Linked DNA regions of Anser cygnoides: all the other regions are linked to region 2. A link is a contact called in public Hi-C data. All regions are on one chromosome and are shown on one strand. The core of a region is the stretch at or near the end of the contact, and the rest is flanking DNA. Distances in the headings are between cores, read along the strand shown. Region 1 has its middle 100 kb from the start of RPL29. Region 2 has its middle 17 kb from the start of DUSP7. Region 3 has its middle 120 kb from the start of RPL29.

Region 1 (3,221 bases), core at 701-3,200, 190 kb after region 2:
CTTGAAAACAGTGGTTTTGTATGGAAATGCTGATGCAGCTCTCAGTGCAGCAGCAACCCATAGTTTCTCCTGTGTATTCGGGGCTGCCAGCAGGGGCTGGGCTACCGCGGGCCACATCTTACGGGCAAAGTTACTGCTTTTTATAAGGTCAAATGTGTAGCTTATTCCTGCTGGAAAGCATGAGGAAGGACAATAAATGATTCATTGTAGGCACTCCAGAGACACAGACCCCTCATGTGCTTGGTGGTGGGAATACATTAGTACACAGATTTCCTGTTCGTACAGTCTAAATTATGCAGAAATTCCTTTGAGAGGACAGAATGGGCCGTTTGTCACTAGCTTTCTCTTTGTTTCCTATTCTTTTTGCTCTGCCCCTTCCAGGGTGTTGTTTGACATTGCTCCTCACCCGAGGGGTTGAGCTGGGAGGTTTACCCCAGTCGTGGGCCACGTGGATTTAGAGCAGCTGAATCATTTCACCTCTGGGGACAGCCCACTGGGGCTGTTATGGGACCCCTGAGCCTTTGTCCAAGTTTCTCCATCTGTCCAGATGCTCATACTTAGACTGGGCAAATTCACTCTTGTTGCTGATCCCATTTCCTAACCCCATGCCCTGTGCGCCCAGGGACCTGCACAAACAGCACGGGAAGGAAGGGAAGGCCATGGGGTGGGAGATAAGCCCTGGAGATAAGGTGGAGGATGTTCGGAGTGAGAACCTGGAGGGCAAATGCTTCCTCACGTTCCTTGCACACACCAGGCACCCGTGGTGAGACTGGCCCGTGGGGAGCAAGTTTTGGAGAGAAGCTGTGAGTTAAACCCTTCGGATTCGGCAGTGCTCACACCTTTGATGGGATGGGGATGCAATTCTTCCATTTTATTCTGGGGCGCACAGTCACTTTTCCGAGTGCTTGAAAACGTTGCTTGAAGCCTTCGAACTGGTGGTGGTCAGATGCCAGAGTCGTTCTGGAGACCCGGCTGTGCGTGGTTCTCCCCACGCTGTGGCCACCTGGGTGCACAGCCTGCGATTTGATGCGGTGCTCATCAGTCCTTGGGGGCCTGGGGCTCTGCCCCAGCGTCCAGGCCCTCTCCATCTTCTGCCTGTCTTCAGAACCTAGGAGATGCCCTTCTTCATTCCCCCAAACCTTCCAGGCTGTCTCAAAGCTGCTTTACTTTTGGTCTGCCTCAGCCGAAGGCCTCGCTAAGCCATGTGTCCGTGCATTGGGGTGGATAAAGAGTTTGGGCACTGAGGTGTCAGCCGCTGTCACTGCCTGGCCTGGATCACCCGGATGAGGGAGTTCCCTCTCACTGCAGCTCTGCTTTGTCTTTCTAGGAGGGCCCTTCTTCCTTTCCTTCCTTCCCTCCTTTCCCCTCCCTTCTTTCTTATTAAAATAGCCCCTAATATCGTCATTTGCTCAAAGTATGGAAGCAGGCCAAAAACGCATTCCCCAGCTGAACCAAAAACCATTCAGGTCTCGTCATTATTTTTTAACCAGGTCTGTATTAAAAGTTTTATGAGCTGCTCCAGTTTCGGAAGGTTTCCCGTAAATGAACTTTCCACCACTCTGTGACAGCAGTGCGTTGCCAACACACGGATAATATGGAAAAATGAAAGAAGAAAAAAAATAAAGGGCCCTTCCCTCCCCCCTTCCTCCATCTGTTACAACACTGAACTGCGGCAGGAAACGAAGTTTTTCAGTTTTTTATGAGCAGAAGTGATGTGTTTTTTTGTTGTTCTTGGTTTTTTTTTTTGTTTTGGTTTGGTTTTTTGAAGCTGTAGAGTGTGTCGTTTCAGAGCTCCCTCCAGAAATCTGGAAGCAACCAGCTCCAGCATGGAAAAGACATTATGTAATTGCAAAAGACAAAAACCCTCCCAATGCTGAGGCTCCGTGGCAGAAGCCAGTCTCTGACCTCACCCTTTTCAGGCTCTCTGGAGAACACTGTGTTCCTCTGGCCCCTCGCAAAAAATAGCCTGTTGCCAGATTTCAGCAAACAATTCCGGCATTTCCTTCCCCTGCCTCTGGTCTGTGGGTGTTTTGGAGGCTCTCGCGTGTGTGGGCAGGGATTCATTAGCTAAAATAAAAACCGTACTACAGAGCTGCGCTAGAAAAAAATATAAAATTTTATACATATAAAAAAAAAAAAGGCAGGCAAGTGTAATAAGCCTGCGGCATCAGCTAGTTCGGACTCAGTTCCAGTTTTGGAATTAATAAAGAATAACCCAGAAATAGTTGATCTGCCGTGATCCCCAGTGCCCATCATGCCAGCGCGCAGCGGCTGCACCGGTCGGCTCTGCACCGTTGTGGACAAAGCTGAGCATGGCCAACTGTTCGAAAGATCAAGGTCTTTTCTTTTTTTGGCTTTTCCCAGTATAATCCCTATAGAAATGTAATCGTTTGGTGGTGTTTTTCCTCTGAATTCTCTTTAATTTCCTGACTGGGGGTTTGGGGGTTTTGTGAGGTTTTGTGGTAGTGAAGAAATTTTGCTGTTTACAGTGGCTGTACTACACGCTGTAAAAACAGCATCCCATTTCTTCTGAGAAAAGCCCTTGCATGTCCTAATTTAAATTGCCAGGTCATCCTTATTGCCACGGCGCTGCTCCCGGGGGAACCCAAATACGTACCCTGCTTTCGCTGTGGTCCTGGGCCTCCAGGGGCAGGAGGACCCCCTTCGTCTTCCAACTGCAGGTCGAAGCCCCCACATTTCACCGGTGGCGTGTCCAACGGTAGGGAAGGCCGCTCCGTTTCGCAACTGCAGAAGCCAGACGTGCTGCCCTTGACTTTCCCTGCAGACGTGTTTGTGTGGTTCGTTTCTGCCAGCTGGAGCTCAATACCTTCTTTACAAGCTTCTGCTTTCTGCAGGCAGGCTGCCAGCGCAGCCCGTGATAGGTTTTCAATGGCTGTGCTGTGCAGTTGGGAACGTCGAACCCCAAAATGCTGATGGAAGCAAACTGGAGCTTTCTCTGCCCTCATCAGGAACCCTCCACCTGTCTGCTTGGGCTCTGCCACCGCCGTTTTAGTGCGAGGAAACACGTGTGTTGCGCTGCGACCCTGAAGGTTGGCTGTGGTCAGGACGGCACCTTGTATGCGTTAATGTTCCTCCGCTAGGCTTCAGAGCATGGCACCGCTCTGGTGTCCCCACCCCAACGAGTGGCACAGCTAGGAAGGGTTTCTGCTGAGGACTTCTGTCTCCAGCTGATGCAGTGTAATACGGGCAAGTGTATGGGT
Region 2 (3,054 bases), core at 5-2,504:
GTCTGGGAAGCGACGACTGAACTCCACAGGGACAATGGGGTGGGTTGTGGGTGGCAGGATGGCAAATTGTCTCTGGGGGAAAAGGCTGCGCTCTGCTCGTCTTTGTTGTATTAAGGACTAGAGTCCAGCAAAAGGATGTTAGGGAGAGGAACGGTTTTTTCTCTCCCGATATATTCTAGGGTTTGGGAGTGAGCTGGGTTGCTGGGTAATGACCGTTGACTCTTGGGCTGCTCCAAGCCCAGGTGTTGCTGGAGGAAGTCCTGGTAGGGCTTCTGTGGGAACCTGTTCAGGCTCTGGAAAAAACAAGTGAGCTCCAGTATTTTCTTGGAGTGGTGTGGCGTAGCTTGGCTTCAACAGAATCGAGGGTGCTGAGCCTGAGGAGAGCAGTCTTGGTGGTGCCTGGCTGCTGCCTTCACGTTGTGTCAGGCTGTGCTAAATGCTACGATGGCGCGGTGCCTGGGGTGAAGCTGTGCTTCCCTCGGTGGCACAGGCGCCCACGGCTGGGACCCTTCTTGAGGGAGGTTGTTGAGGCCAGCAAGCCAAGGAGTTGAGCGAGAGAGCAGGTAGGAAAACTCTCCATGGGTGGCAGGACGCTGGGGAGCTGGAGGTCCTTTTGTGCTCTCAGGGTTTTGAGATATCTCATGGCGGTCTCTAATGGGTAAATAATAAGCTGAAAGATGGGAAATGAAGATCGAAAGGTGAAGGGCCAGCTTTCCCGATAGGGAATTGACATTAGTCAACTGTGACAAGGGGCTGCCAAAGGTCGGAGCTGCTGAATGGGTCTGTTAATGATAAATAGGAGTAAGTGGCAGATGAAGTCTGCTGCTTGCTATTCAGAGCAGCAAAAAACAAAAGCTCTGGTGAATAGCTGTAGAAAGTCCTTGTAATTGAGAGTAGTGGGGTTGTGCAATAAGACGCTGAGAAAAGCAAAGCAATCCAGGAGGGAGAGGGAGCCATTGTAATCGGTAATTCATCGTAATTCAGTGCAGGGGGCTCAAAACAGGATAGTGTCATGTGGGTGACAGAGCTCAGAAGTTCAATGAACTGGGCTAGAGGAACAAGGCTTGGTGCTGAGTAGTGTTTGTTTTTGTTTAAAACAAAACAAAAAAACCACAATCAGCTCCTAGGAAAAAAAATCACAAACAGTTTAAATGCACTGTGTAGATCTGTGGGGAACAAAGTTTATGCAGGTTTGGGGGAGACTGGAGAAACTAATGCAAGGAAAATCCTCTGAGGGCTGTTAAATGCCACTACACAGTCTCTGGTTGAGAAGGTCCTGGAGCTGCAAATAGCTGGATCCTGGGAAAGCATTTGTAATGAAACATGGCTACGCTCTCACCCTGTTCTTACATTCTTCCTTAGATGCTGCTGTCAGCTGCTGCTGGAGATGAGGCACGATGTAGCTTGATCCAGCTAGGCTTAGTGGCTCTGGTTCCTCTGCTCTTCCAAGAAGATACTGTCCTGTAATAACCAATGCCTAGCCCGCTGTGACTGCGTGTGTGTGAGGAGGTTTTATGGAGGTTGGCGATGCTGTTCCTCCTCTTCTGTCTCTCTGTTTGGAGAAGAAAGATGCTGAAGTGCGTGGCTGGAGGAGAAAACTCCTGAGGTTATTGTACCTCTGTTCTCAAAGGGATACCGCAGTAGGTGGGCGATGACCTGTAGCACACCCAAAGCAGGGAGAGGGGCTGTTCTTCAGCAGACACACTGAGCGTCTTGTTCTTTATCAGCATCAGCTGCTGAAATGGACGGTTTAGGTGACGGAAAGCCATCACCGTGGTCACTAAACCTGCCTCTCGTCTCCTCTGAGTGATGCTGGGGCAAGGCACCAGTTCCAAAAGCACTTGCTTTGTTTGATCTGCCCTCTCCCGTCACGTAAGTGCCATGCTTCTGGCTGAGAGGTGGGTGCCGTGGAAGTAGCTGGAAGGGTCGGGGCAGCTTGTCGTGCCCTCGCAGCCCCGTGTGCTGCTTTAAGCCATGCCACAGGGGGCCGAGACGCCGTGTAGGAGCGCAGGAGTGAGACGGGTCCCTAATGTTCCTGTTGCTCAAATGGGCCCACTGAGGTTCCTGATCCGTGGAGATATGTCGTAATGAGGATTAGGAGAGAGCCCTCGTTGTAATCCTCTGTTGGTGCTTCCTGCCTACATACACGAGATGTTTCCTATCATCAGGGAGTAACCTCTGTGGAAGATAGGATCAAGTTCCCAGGAACCAGGCTGCAGTAAGAGTGAAGGAAGAATGAGGAAACTGTCCTAATTTGAGGCTAATCTCATAAATACAGGGCTGGATACAGACAATAGGAAGAGAAATGCCAGGAGAGCTTTAGCATTTGGCGAGGGAATCATCTTTTGCCAGGAGTAGCCTTAATTGTAACTTGTGATGTGGTAAAGCTGCCGTTTGATCTCAGCTTCTGCAGAGGGGATGAGACAGATTCTGCTTTGTGTCTCTAGAGGAGGAGTAGCCTGAGAAAGGACGGGGAAATGTGGCTTCAAAAGCCATGTTTCGTGCACTCTTGGACTGACTGAAGCGGCAGCGCATGGATGGGGCGCTTTATTTCTCAGTCTGGATTTTGGTAAAGCACTACATGAGGAGGAGAAAAGGGCTGTTGTGACTTTTCCTGAAGCACACATGCTAACGTACCCACCGGGTATTTAGTGTTGCAAAGACATTGCTGAAAACACAGAAGACCACAAGTCTTTTAGTGGGGGGAAGAGCATTGATGGTGTTTCTTTCTCCTACACAAACCCAGAGCTGGAGCCTGTAGCAGTCAGATTCTTGGCCTGTCCCTCCCTCTCACCTTTCATGTGGGCTGGGTGGAGTGTGCTGAAGCTGTCTGTGGCAGGGAATTCTCTCAGGAGAGCTGCTTTTCTAACCCTCTTCAGACAGCCTGTTAAAATGAGGAGGTGCCTTCTGTCTTGTCCAAATCGTGGCGCCCTGCACAGAGCCTGCGGTGCCTCTGTGTGCTTCCTTTGCTAGCAGGGTGAGCTCGTGCATGCCTGTGGGAAGTGTAATGGCCTTTACAGGGTGCGTGAGGGTCCCTACCCCCACGTACACGTG
Region 3 (3,286 bases), core at 273-2,772, 180 kb after region 2:
CTAGAAATCTCATCAGAGCAGGCTTTCAGGTGCTGTGTCCCCAACTTCCCTTCCAAATAAGCTGTCTTCAAATACTTTATGGTAGTTCTCTTGGGATTTTGTCTTTTCTACTCTGGCCTCTCCCCAGAACAGGAAGAAGGAGAGAGAGATGCTGGAAAATGACAAATGCAAAAATAGCTTGTATATATGTACTTTTTTTCCAACCCTCTGAACAGGATTGCTTCAGATCAAAGTTCAGGTCATTGCCCAGTGCCTGAGGTTTGTTATTTTTCATCCTTGCAGCCCGGAGGATGATGGAACTAATACGAAGCATTGCCAGCTTCTGTATGGACATTACTTGGATCTATGAAAATGTGCTCAGTGTTTTCCGAGTGTAAAGAGCCAAAAGAAACCACCTTGGGGTACCATGTGATGTTGTTTGCTTTGACCCAGGATAACTAAAATGAAAGGTCTCTCTGAACACAGGCTGTTCAAAACCATCCAAGTTTTTTTTGCATGTACATGTGAAGAAGGAAATGTGGTGTTTACAGGGGCACTCTGAGCTTTGGCTTGTGTATTCGTCTCTGTGTTTGTGTGTCCAGACAGAGTTTCCCAAATGAAATTGATTTTGGTTGTTTTAGCCCAGCTTTTAAAGGTGGGCAAACAGAGAGCTCATCTCACGAAGTACACAAATTGAGCCTTCTGGTGGAAATGTCAGGGCGGGAGGCTCCTTCCAGCCGGTCCTGGTTGTCAAGTGAAGTCTTCTGGGTTACATCTGGGGAAAGTTCTTGGAGCCCTGGGAGGTGCTGCTGTTCAGCCACAGCGTGCATCAGATGAACACAAAAATGCCGTGGAGCTGCTGCTGTTCCTGGCCTTCAGGTAGGACCCATGTCCGCAGGGCTCCCAAGGGCTGCTGCCGTTTGGGGCTGAGGAAGCCAGGATGGTTCGAGTCTGGGTCATGTGCACAGTCACTGAGAAGTGCTCAGTTGGATCAAAACTTCAGCGTCGCTTCTCTGGTTCTTTGTTTCCAGCCTCAGCTTTGTACTTTGTACTTACGGAGATGTGCTGTGTGGGGCTAAGGCAGCTGGAGCGCTGCCCGACTAGGATGGGTGCATCTCTGCTGTGCTGTTTCAAACTCTCTGACACCAGACCTGGTCCTGCAAAGGGCTGCACGCTGCCGGCATCCCTGGGGCCAAGCCTGAAGTACTGCCTAGCTGTCATGTTCAAGCAAAGCTGCAATAGAAACCCATTTCCCAGAGGGGCTGGGTCGAAACACTTCTGTTCCAGTCATTCCAGCTGTTCGATCTGATTTCTTTTCTTGCTACTGTTTCTTCTTTCCCTGGTCCATTGTGCCTCGAGGTAAAGACTGGCAAAAACCCCAGCAACTGCTGGCTAAGACCCCTACACCTCTTACCTGGAGGGAGTTGTGCTGGCTTCCCTGTGCTGCTGCCAGCTTGCTGGTGCTGCATTGCACCTGCAGCGCTGCGTCTCTCTGCAGTAAGAGAAGGTCTTTTTGCTCTGTGTACTTGCACTTCATCCTACTAGGAATAACTATAATAGGAATAACTGTGGTTTTTTTTCCTTCATGCTTTCCTCGGGATGGTGCTGTGAGAGGCACTGGGGAGCTATTAGCTGGTCAACAGGCACCTCAGAAGGCAGCTGCCCAGTTTTCACAGCCTTGTGCGCAGGCTGATGGTGTCTGTCTGTCTTAGCACGCAGTAGCTGTTGGTTTGAGGGTGATGAGAGAAGTTGGAGGGTGAAATGCTGAGAGTAGCACTGCCTATTAAGCACAGTCTCAGTGTCAGCTGCCTGGAGACCAACGTAGTGGTTAATGGGGCACAAAGGCACGAAGTGGCCTCGGTACCTGCCTCACCGCCGCTAGTTTTCCTAGTGGCGCTCAGCGTGGCCGTGTGTCGCTCCGGGTTGAGCTGGCAGAACAAAGGGACGTGGTGACAGTGCCTGAGTGCTCAAGGCAAGAGAACTGAGGGATGCAGAGCTGTGACATTACGGGAGGGGATGTCTCCAGGAGCAAAATGTGCGTGGGTCAGAGCAGTGTGGTTATATGTGGGAACATGTTGGCCATCTGTGAATCAGCTCCAAAGGTGATGTGCATTGAAACAAAAAAAAAAACAAAACAACAGAGCACGTTGCATGCACCAGGACTGCATAGCAAAGCGGGCATACTCCTCGGTTGGATGTTCTCTCTGTCGGCTCCTGGAGGACTTCTAAGTGGCAGTTCCTGGAAATGAGGTTGGTCTTGCTCACCTTGGTTCTGCATTAATACGGCAAGCATCTGCTAAAGCACGCTATGTGGTGGACACCTGAGCACAGGGAGGAGCATCCATGTCTGTCCAGGTTGTCCAAGTCCCAGTCTTCTTCTCACCACCCGTCCCTTGCCCAGCCATTTCTCCTCCTCGCTGCAATCGTTTACAGCATTGCTGACCCTCTCCCACCGTGCCCTGTGCGTGGCTCTGGGTTTCACCCAGCCGTGCCTGCCCAGCCTGTTTTTCTGTGCACGTAGGTGGCAGGGGGCTGTGGCTGGGGCACCGAACAGCACCAAACTCCTCCAGCTGTTTTTGGCATGAATGTGAACAGAAAAATCACTCTGTGGTGTGTGGTGCTCACGGTACCTGCAGGTGAAGCTTGAAATGATCCCAGCCGTGGCCTGACGCAGATCAAGGTGTCTAACCTAGCTGCCGCTCCCTGCTGCAGGGCTTCTTCCCCGGGGTGTGCCAGGGCTTGTGTCCGATGGCACTCGCCCTGCGTGGCACAGGGGCGTTATCCCTGCCCCGGGAGGGGCTCTCGGGGCAGCCATCTGTGCTCTGCCCGCCCTGACATTGCCTCTCCCCTGCCTCCCCTCATGACAAAACGAAGCAGGGAGGATTAAAAGCAGAAGGAACATGGCTGCGGTGGGGAGGTCCAGTTAGATTTATTTGTTGGTGCAGAAGCCGTAATTAGTGATTAGCACTTCATTGACCTAAACTCAAGGGTTTGCCTTCCTGGTTTAGTACACCCTAAATAGCTCAGATGTCTTGGTATGCAGTGGAAGGATATACATGGGTGCCCCCCCCCCCCCCTTTTTTTTTTTTATAATCTCAGGCTACAGGAGCTTTGGTTTTAGTCCTTGTATTTGCAATTACTGCTTGAGATGAAAAGACCAGTCCTCCAGCACACGCATGCAGCCTGTGGGGGTTAATGAAGCAGCTAAATCCAAACAGTATCCTCTCCTGTCTGTGCGCTATGGGGCACTCTCAACTGTTCGTAGCTTTATTTTACAACCACAATTTCTTCTAAACTTAGCAGAGCA

The links. A called contact is a pair of places that touch in the nucleus more often than the background predicts.
Region 1: a Hi-C map of liver shows a contact between it and region 2, with 4 times the contacts expected there. The contact joins two enhancer-like sites. A contact is called at or near these places in 2 of 7 Hi-C or Micro-C datasets (both in liver).
Region 3: a contact with region 2 is called in a Hi-C map of liver, with 3 times the contacts expected there. The contact joins two enhancer-like sites. A contact is called at or near these places in 2 of 7 Hi-C or Micro-C datasets (both in liver).

What each region holds. Positions count from the first base shown.
Region 1 is chr10:17,430,655-17,433,875 of Taihu_goose_T2T_genome, reverse strand. No RefSeq gene overlaps it. Among named protein-coding and RNA genes, the nearest start is that of RPL29, 100 kb to the right of the region's middle. Within about 2 kb of position 1,950, at least 2 of the 3 cell types and tissues checked have open chromatin away from gene starts, as enhancers often do. A contact at or near this core is called in liver, where this site is marked.
Region 2 is chr10:17,624,836-17,627,889 of Taihu_goose_T2T_genome, reverse strand. No RefSeq gene overlaps it. Among named protein-coding and RNA genes, the nearest start is that of DUSP7, 17 kb to the left of the region's middle. Within about 2 kb of position 1,254, at least 2 of the 3 cell types and tissues checked have open chromatin away from gene starts, as enhancers often do. A contact at or near this core is called in liver, where this site is marked.
Region 3 is chr10:17,448,522-17,451,807 of Taihu_goose_T2T_genome, reverse strand. No RefSeq gene overlaps it. Among named protein-coding and RNA genes, the nearest start is that of RPL29, 120 kb to the right of the region's middle. Within about 2 kb of position 1,522, at least 1 of the 3 cell types and tissues checked has open chromatin away from gene starts, as enhancers often do. A contact at or near this core is called in liver, where this site is marked.